2 separate regions of the Zea mays genome follow, and region 2 is linked to region 1. Evidence: chromatin contacts called from public Hi-C data. All regions are on one chromosome and are shown on one strand. The core of a region is the stretch at or near the end of the contact, and the rest is flanking DNA. Distances in the headings are between cores, read along the strand shown. Region 1 holds the start of LOC103638018 (putative receptor protein kinase ZmPK1). Region 2 holds the start of LOC100193167.

Region 1 (4,413 bases), core at 670-3,169:
TGTCTAATGAACCATTTTCAACAAACTCGGAAACCAATAGCTTGTGAGTTTGCTCAGCACAAAACCCCCAAATTCTTACCAGATTCATATGATATATTCTTCCAATGATGCTGAGCTCAGATCTGAACTCTTGTTCTCCTTGCATCATATCACTTAGCTTCTTCACTGCGACCTCCCTTCCATCATCAAGGACTCCCTTGTAAACTGCTCCTGATGTGCCACTTCCGAGCTCTTCTTGGAAACTCTTGGTTGCCCTCTGTAACTCCTTGTAGCTGAACCTTCGGAACTGACTGGAAATGATCATGTAACCTTCGTCCATAATTTCTGGTCTTCTCTCCCATTTGTAAACAATCCAACTACCAACTATGATTAAGATCACTTCAATAACGAGCAATGTCAATGCAGAAGATAGAAAGTATCCAAACTTGAAACTGGAATTGGCACCCACGAACATTTGTGATAAGGGGTATGCTTCCTTTTCAGTAACTTTGCAAGCATGTCTTAATCCAGGAGCCAATTCTGGTGAAGACCATACTGCCTCTTGAGTTTTCAGATAGATATCATTGTAAGGATCTGGGAAGTCCCTGCCATTGAAAAGAAAGGCCTTTGGATAACATTCGCCTGTTCCCTTCCGGTAACCAAAAGCTTGGCAGTCCGTATCGTTCAAGCACATGTTCCTGCACATCAACCATGGCACCAGTTTGGAATAGTTTAAGTCATAGCCCCATAAGTCTGTTCCGGTAAGCTTCCTAAATGAAAAGGGTGTGGTATTAGTCTTGCGCCTGCACCCTTTGCTCCAGTCACTTGGTTCAACCATCTCAAATCCTTCAAGGCAAGAACATGACTCTAGCTCTGGTCTGTATCTGCACAGGCTGTTTGCTCCACACAGTCCATGTATTTTGCACAGTTGAGGGAATGCCATCCAAGAGACTGACCAATTGCCACTGGTCATGTTTAGGCTATACAACCTAAGGTTACCGTCATAGTCTAGGGTCAATCTCCTCATCGTCTCATCACCAAGATCAGAAGCTTCAAACTTAAGCTGGTCACTTGCCACAAACCGTCCTGTCTGGTCAAGAACCCCATACCTGGTACTATTATAGGTAGTCCTACCATTATCCCATGGCATGTGGAATGGATCTGGCCAATATATGCTACTAGTCTCAGGACCGTTGTAAATAAGAGTTAGGATATTGTTAGTGGCGAAGTAGAAGGCATAGAAACCTGAATAGAGCAAACCCCTAGCAGAAGCAGATACCAACCTAGTATCTCTAGTCATCGGCTGCCATGGTAGAAGTGTATCAGTTGGTGAGTCGAAGCTTCTCCAGAGGTGACGCCCATCTGTATCCATGACAACAAGGTTGCCGCTATCGAGAAGCATCGCACGATCACTGCCGGACGCGGTTGTGTTGGTGCTCCATATGACCATGCCATTATAGTCCACAAGGATCAAGGCCCCCTTCTTGTGGAAGATGAGCCTGGAGCCCCTGCCATTGAGTGGCGCATCACGGTTAGCCGTCCAGGAGACAGTCTTGCCAGATGCCCACGAGAACCAGATAGAAAAGGTGAAGGCGTTGGTGGCCACCTTGTAGAAGCCGCAGGTGAAGGCACCATTGGGCGACACTAGGATGGGGGTGGTTACATCCTGGGTGGAGATGGAGGAGCCTCTAGCAAGGTAGCTGTGGTCGTATGCAGCAGAAACAGAGGATAACGATACAAGGAAAGAGACAAGTGTGGTGAGAATGCAGAGGTCTCTCATGGCCATGGCTGCTTGGCAAAGATGCACAGAGGAAAGATGGGTGGGTCACTTATAGCGCATGTGTTGATCAAGAGTGCCCTGGCGGTTGGGTGGCATCTAATCTTTGACTTTCTGTGGCGTGTACGTGAGTACCAGTTAGCTGGGAATGGGGACATCTATCTCTGACTTTCTGTAGGGGACGGCAAGGCCGAATGTAGCAGACGGTTGACTATGTGATCCCAGTTCAGGACGTCTTTGAAACTTGTTTCTCTATTGAAAGTCTAAATTCTTCAGTACCCATTCTGTAGCCGCCATACAGAATTTGTCAAAATGTTTGTTTTTGCGGTTCTTCCATAATCCATACAGTGACATTGCCGTAGTATATCTGTCGTTTCTCGTTTCTTAGCCTTGCAAACATTCTTTTGTAATCAGAAGGATTCTTGGCACAATCTCAGAAGTTACGATGCATTTAATGTTGCAGACAGTTTACTTCATGCGTGAACATGAACTTCAGCAAATAGCCAACATAGACCGGAATCTTTTTTATTGGACCTTGCTTAATCTTCCTAGGTATGACACCGTCTACTACGTAGTATGTGTACCTTGAATTGACAAAGGCTAGACAAAGAATGAGCAGGTCTACAGTTGTGACCTTTTACTATGGCCAGGATTGGGACTTCACCAATGCCTCAGTGACCGATGTATTGAATTCAGCCTTTGCTTTCAATGTTGCAGACAGTTACTCCCCCGCATAAACTTCTCTGCATCGAGCAATTAGACAACAAAGGCAGGAATCTTGTTTCTATTGAATATTGCATAATCTTCCTAGGTATGACATTGTCTACGTAGTATGTCTGTGTACCTGAGTTGGACAAAGTCTAGACAAAGAATGACAGGTCTACACGCGATCGAGTAAAAGTGCTAGTGCAGGAGATAGGCATTCAGCGGAGTAAAAGTGGAAGGAGTTGGTTAGTTGAAGAATGACAGGCCCTTTCAAGTAAAAGTCTTCATCTAACAGCATGTTCTATGGTTTGAGATACAGCGGTCCTTTTGCTACCCCGATCGAGTGGTATGTTGTATCTATGGATCCATGGTAGTGCAGTGCAGGAGATAGGCATTCACTATCGCGCCTCATCCGTCCTCATTAGCCACTCCTTCCACTTGGTGCTGGTGCTGCTGCCGGCCGGATCACTTTCTTCATCAATTGTACATCCTTGGCTACTTAGCCACAGCCACGGCCATGGCGAAAACATTGGTATCAGATAAAGAGAGTCGTCGTCGTCGTTGGTTCCTCTTCTCTCCAGTTGACTAGCTAGTCGCTTTAAATAGTCAGTAGGACTTTGGCATTCTCAGTAGTCTGCATTAAGTCAGCGCGGACTTTCTTGGTAGAACGCTGGCGAATCTGCTACTGCTCATGTCACTCGTACGAATAAATCAACCCAGCCTGCCTCGCCGTTGCTTGCTTGCTTGCTGCAGCCTGCAGCTCTAGCTAGGCCTGCTGCTGTCCTGCACCGACCCGCCCTCCACGGCATCGGCCCGGCCTGGCCCGGCCCGGCCCCGCCCGCAAAGTGGCAGCCCGTACCAGGTGTCGCTCTTGGGCCGTGTTGTTGCCGTCCAACCAAGCAAGGCAAGCGTGTAGATAGATAAGAAGATAGCGTGAGTGAGTGGCATCCAGACATCCAGTACGTTAGCCTGGCTTACGTTACGGACACGGGCGTGGCGCCTTTGTCGTGCTGCGCACCCGCCAGCCAGCAGCCATCCAGCAGGGCCTCCGTTTGTCCGTCTCCTCTCTCTACAGGCTGTTCGTGCCCCCAAGCAAGCACTACGCGCGCGAAAAAAAATAAAAAAAAAAGGCACGTCATCTGGATCTCTTGCTCTAGCTCACTCAACCTCACCAAAATGTGCAGGCTGCTCCGACTCCGAGAACAGGACGGTCATGCCGCGCGCACCGGTTTCCCTTCCCATGCCGCTACCACCTCCCGACTCCCGAGTCACGACTGGGGGACCACCCGATGGACGATGATTGATGCACTGAAAGCAAGAGTGGGTTGGTGGTGGACCGTGGCAGTCTACCAAATGTCGCTGCTCTCCCCGCCCGGCCGGAACGAGGAAGGAAGGCGACCACCACTCCACGCCGGTCGTGCCAGGTCGGCAGTCAGAGTCAGCCGCGCCTGCGCGCGTCCCTTTCCCACCAACCCCTCTCCCTCCCCGCACTCGACAGCCACGGCCGCGACGGCGTCCGCGTGCACCGGACACCACGGCCAGACCCGAGGCCACACAGCCCTCTGACCAAACGCACGGATCCGGCCAGCCACCCACCCCGCCCCCCTAGCGGCCGCCACCCACCCGTGCGCGCGGCGCACCAAGGCCTGGCCCGGCAGTGGCAGCCAGGCTCTCACACGCCTCGCCTAGTCGCCTTGCCGCCGCGCGTTATATAAGAGCCGCCCCGGCAGGCACGGTCGGTCAATCCAGCAATACCCGACGCGCAAGCCAGTGCCGCACCCAGACCAGATCTCCGCGACATATCAGTCGTTCGTCCAGCTAACTGCACTGCACTGCACTGCACGCAATGGCCACCACGGCGACCGAGGCGGCCAAGGCTGCACCGGCGCAGGAGCAGCAGGCCAACGGCAACGGCAACGGCGAGCAGAAGACGCGCCACTCCGAGGTCGGCC
Region 2 (4,413 bases), core at 803-3,302, 170 kb before region 1:
CAGTTTTCTGTTAAAGTGATTCTCATAAAAACTGACTAAAAAATTAGACATTTGGCAGTCTGCATTATTTTATGGTGGCCAAAACCTGAAAAGGCTAAAACAAAACTAGGGGTCTTTCTAAATTTCATCCTTTAAGTTATCGTTTGAGAGTCGTTTGTATAAACCCACTTTATATATCTTTTCAGTCTTCAACCACTTTTCTATATACTGTTTGCACTATAGAGTCATTTTCGTTTTCTATTTTTGACTAGCGATAAACCAAAAATAGAAGATGTCTATATTTAGACAATCATTTAAATAAGATGTTAAATTGTATGCTTTTACAAATATCTCTATTCACATTAATTAAAAAGAATATAGAGGGTCTTTTAGAGTCGCTAAGAGCACTTTGAAGAGTTTCCGAAATTCAATCTCCATCTAAATGTTTGGTTGGTAAGATTGAAAAAAGTTTGTTCTTTAATAATTCTATATCATAAGAGCGTGAATCCTAAACACATCTTTAATAATAAAAGGAAGTTTTTTTAATACGATGCACTATATATTATAGTATCTTCGTTGTTTTAGCTATAGATTTTCATGTCCATATTCATATAGACGATTGCAAATAACATATATATAACATATATATTAATTATTGTATGACTTCAATAATAAGGTAAAATAAATTTAATTTGAGACGGAGTGAGTAAAGTAGAACACGCTCGTAACTAAATCAACACCACATAACAGTGTGAGATCGCAGCTCCGTAGATTTTGGGTTTAGCGTGTTCAGGTTAGATTCGATTTTTCTCCAATGTTTTTTGGGTTTGGGATTAGAAACTTATCGGTTTCAATTTTGGTTTACAATTTTTACCCATTGATGTCCCGATGTCCGGTGAAGGTTCGAAATAGTTAAGTCATGAATTTGCTTGATGTTTTTTTTTCACCTTTTATGTGTATATGTGAGTATCTTTTATGTGTATATGTGAGTATGGAATATATATCATATATGTGCTCGTAGAATGTTTGTATTGTTTTCCGGTATTGCCACGCAGCGATGGATCTTAGGTTTTAAATAACTACTATGACATTTGACTTTTTTGTCTTAATTTTGACCAATTGTGTTATTAAAAAAGTCTAGAAATTTTATTGATTTTCACTGCATCTTGGTTTAGTATATAATAAGCCTTAAATGTAGCTATAAATTATTTTGGATTTTTTAAAAATCAAGACAAGTGGTCAAAGTCGAGACTAAAAAAGTCAAACGTTAAACGACATATATTTACGAACAAAGGTAGTATTTAGGTTTTGAGGACTCGTCAAATTTTGTTCTGAATTTGAATTATCACCTAATTTAGTATTTAGGGTGGTTTTGGATTTCCGTTCGAGTTTTAGGTTTGGACTCGAATCCGTCGTGTTGCCATTGGCAAGCGCACACACCTGTTCATTTCAGATTTTTTCAATTAGTTTTTTAAAAAATCTGGTTGTTAGAAGAATTTAAGTATTGTAGGGATTATATGCGGCTGAAGATAAAAGATCCATAGGTTTTATGATATAGAAACTGGCGGATTTCTAATATCGCGAGGACTCGACTGATTACATATTTCAGATTTTGGATGACTTTTATTTTATATAAAACTAGCTGAAAAGCTAAATATTTGGTAATCAGTGAAGACAGGCTCAGAAAAGAGAAAAACTAAAACAAACGGGGCCAAACCCGCAGCGCCGATCGTTGAACTGAGAAACCCAAACCCACACACAACTGAAAGGCAACATAAATGCACACCCGCTCTGCACGAACCGCAAGGCGCTGGCTGGCTAGCTGACACCGAGGAGCCGGGGCGGAATCCGTCCGCTGCAGCACAGCCGCGCCCGGGGGAAACCGCCAAAACCCCGTAAAAAGTCCAGGAAAAAACAAGCCCAAAGCGGGCGAGTGCGCGGCCGCGGGCAAGCAACCGGCCACCCACCTAGCTCGGCTCCGCTCAGCGGCAGCACCGCAGGCCGCAGCAGCACGGCATGGGCGCAAACACTAAAAAGAAGGGAGCGGCCGCGCCTCCACCCCAAACCCACCTCGCCTCCTAGTCCCCCCCTTCGCCTTCTCTCCCGAGTCCCATCGGAGCCCGGAGCTCTCTCGCCTCCCGCGAGGCTGTGTGGTGAGGCGCGGACGAGATGAACGAGCAGGGGCTCGGTGGTCTCGGCGGGGGCCGCGGGGCCGTGCAGGGGCACGGGCGGGAGGCGATGGCGCTCTTGCAGCACCAGCAGCTTCAACAGCAACGGCGGCAGCTGGAGGAGGAGGATGAGGTGCGGCGCCAGATGTTCGGCGGGGTGGCGGCGTTCCCGGCAGCGCTGGGCCACGGCCAGCAGGTGGACTACGGGGAGGACGCCGGCGGGCTCGGGGACAGCGACGCGGGCGGGTCGGAGCCCGAGCCACCGCCGGAGCGGACGCGCGGGGGGTCCGGCGGCGGCGGCGGCAAGCGGAGCCGCGCTGCCGAGGTGCACAACCTCTCCGAGAAGGTGGTGCCGTTGTCATTTCTTGAAATCCGAGTTCTTTCTCCCCGCGCTGAAGAGTAAAGATCGTTGTTTGGGTTTTTATGTTTTTTTGGCGCAGAGGAGGAGGAGCAAGATCAACGAGAAGATGAAAGCGCTGCAGAGCCTGATACCCAACTCCAACAAGGTGAGTGGAAACTGACAAGAGCTCTTTCTCACTCTCTCGTTCGCTTGCAAAGGTTGTTCAGTTGTTAGTCCTGGACTTGACCGTAATGTGTTTCTGCTGTGATGGTTTTTGGGAGTGCAGACCGACAAGGCATCCATGCTTGACGAGGCCATTGAGTATCTGAAGCAACTGCAGCTCCAAGTGCAGGTGAGCAAATAGGACACGTCCACATGGTGCCGATGCATCTTTCTGGTACAAAACATTGACGTAGAATTGGTACAATAGAAAGTACCCGGCCATAATGATTCTTCATCAAATCCGTGACGACAGACTTGCATGACTCTTGAGTTGAGGCCACTTGCCTTATTATAACCAGCAAGGGCCTTCGCATTATGTGTGATCCTGTGATGGGTGCTTCGTTTTTATTATTTTTGAAGAGACAGAGACAGCTTCATTAGTTTGCCGATACCTTCCATTTTCATTTGTTTAAAATTTAGGTTTGCCGAGACACCACTGTGGCTAAACTATTGATCGATGCCAAGCTTGCATGTTGTTTTGTTAAGTAAAAGCATGTCCCGCCGACAGGTGTCCCTGTTTATATGTTGGATGGCAATTTGGGCACTGAGTACTTGTCAAGGTTTATACTTTGTTTTAAAACATAATCTCATCAACGTGTGTGACCTCAAGATAAAGATATGGCTAGTGAACTGTAAGAAGTGCAACGTTATGCACAAATCCTTATATGCTATGATACATGAACAGGAAAGGTGGTGGCAAAGATGGTTTGCAATTTGCATGTAGCCTGAGGTGCTAAATAATGGAGACACACAAGAATTTCTGGAATGTAGTGGCTAGTGATAGGCTGACTATGTATGTGGTTAGTGTTAACCAAAAATACTGCCTATTTACTTGCTTCACAGAAATGCTATGCTGTTTTTGACAGTGAGGGCCTAGTTTGGAACCAAATATTGCTATGTTCAGTGAATGCATTTCCATAGTACACGTGTCAGTTACATACTATTCTAAGTTATATTTTAATGAACAATGTTAATTGCTGAACTGCAACTATAGAGTGTAACTTTTACCTATTATTTTGTTATAGATGCTGTCTATGAGAAATGGTGTTTACTTGAACCCTCCATATTTGTCTGGCACAATTGAGCCTGCACAAGCATCACAAATGTTTGCTGCAGTTGGTGGGGGCAACATTACAGCGTCAAGCTCTGGGGCAGTGATGCCACCAGTAAACCAAAGTTCAGGACTTCAAGTATTTGATCCATTAAATCCTCCACGAGACCAACCACTGTCTTTTGTATTACCAAATGTAGACAAAACCATTCAAGAAGCTCCCTTTCACTTGGAATCATCGCAGTTCCACCCTCGACCATTTCGAATGCCTGAATCTTCTGAGGTAATCATTTTATTGGGAGTAGATATAAATCTTTATTCATAGCCTTACCACCTTAGGCTTTGTTCGTTTACACCAATCCCGCTCTGGATTAGCATGGATTGGAATTAAATCCATGCCACAATCCATGCCCCAAAATAATCCATGACTACTTAAAATTTTTTATTCGGTTAAACCCATCATGGAATATAACCCAAAGGTTTGGGAATTTTTTAAACTATGGAAGACATGGATTCTATCCATAGCTCATTAGGTATGGAACAAATCCATGAGATATTGCACAAGTTTACATTAGAACCCATGGATTAAAAGAATAACTAGCTTTAAAAGACACATGGATTAGTTGATGAATTTAATCCTACCATGGGATTTG

The links. Hi-C and Micro-C count contacts between places; a contact is called where the count stands out from the background.
Region 2: a Hi-C map of leaf shows a contact between it and region 1, with 6 times the contacts expected there. The contact joins the promoter of LOC100193167 here to the promoter of LOC103638018 in region 1. A contact is called at or near these places in 16 of 25 Hi-C or Micro-C datasets (bundle sheath, ear, endosperm and 5 more) and 2 of 3 datasets of contacts at active chromatin or transcription factors (leaf and seedling).

The regions. Positions count from the first base shown.
Region 1 is chr9:17,960,072-17,964,484 of Zm-B73-REFERENCE-NAM-5.0, reverse strand. It overlaps LOC103638018 (putative receptor protein kinase ZmPK1), which reads right to left and starts at 1,919. Exons shown (of 1, transcript NM_001354363.1): 1 at 1-1,919. The coding sequence starts at 1,765. It overlaps CCOAOMT2 (Caffeoyl-CoA O-methyltransferase 2), which reads left to right and starts at 4,217. Exons shown (of 4, transcript NM_001350267.1): 1 at 4,217-4,413. The coding sequence starts at 4,308.
Region 2 is chr9:18,127,532-18,131,944 of Zm-B73-REFERENCE-NAM-5.0, reverse strand. It overlaps LOC100193167, which reads left to right and starts at 2,052. Exons shown (of 7, transcript NM_001138322.1): 1 at 2,052-2,493; 2 at 2,588-2,653; 3 at 2,774-2,839; 4 at 3,735-4,043. The coding sequence starts at 2,149.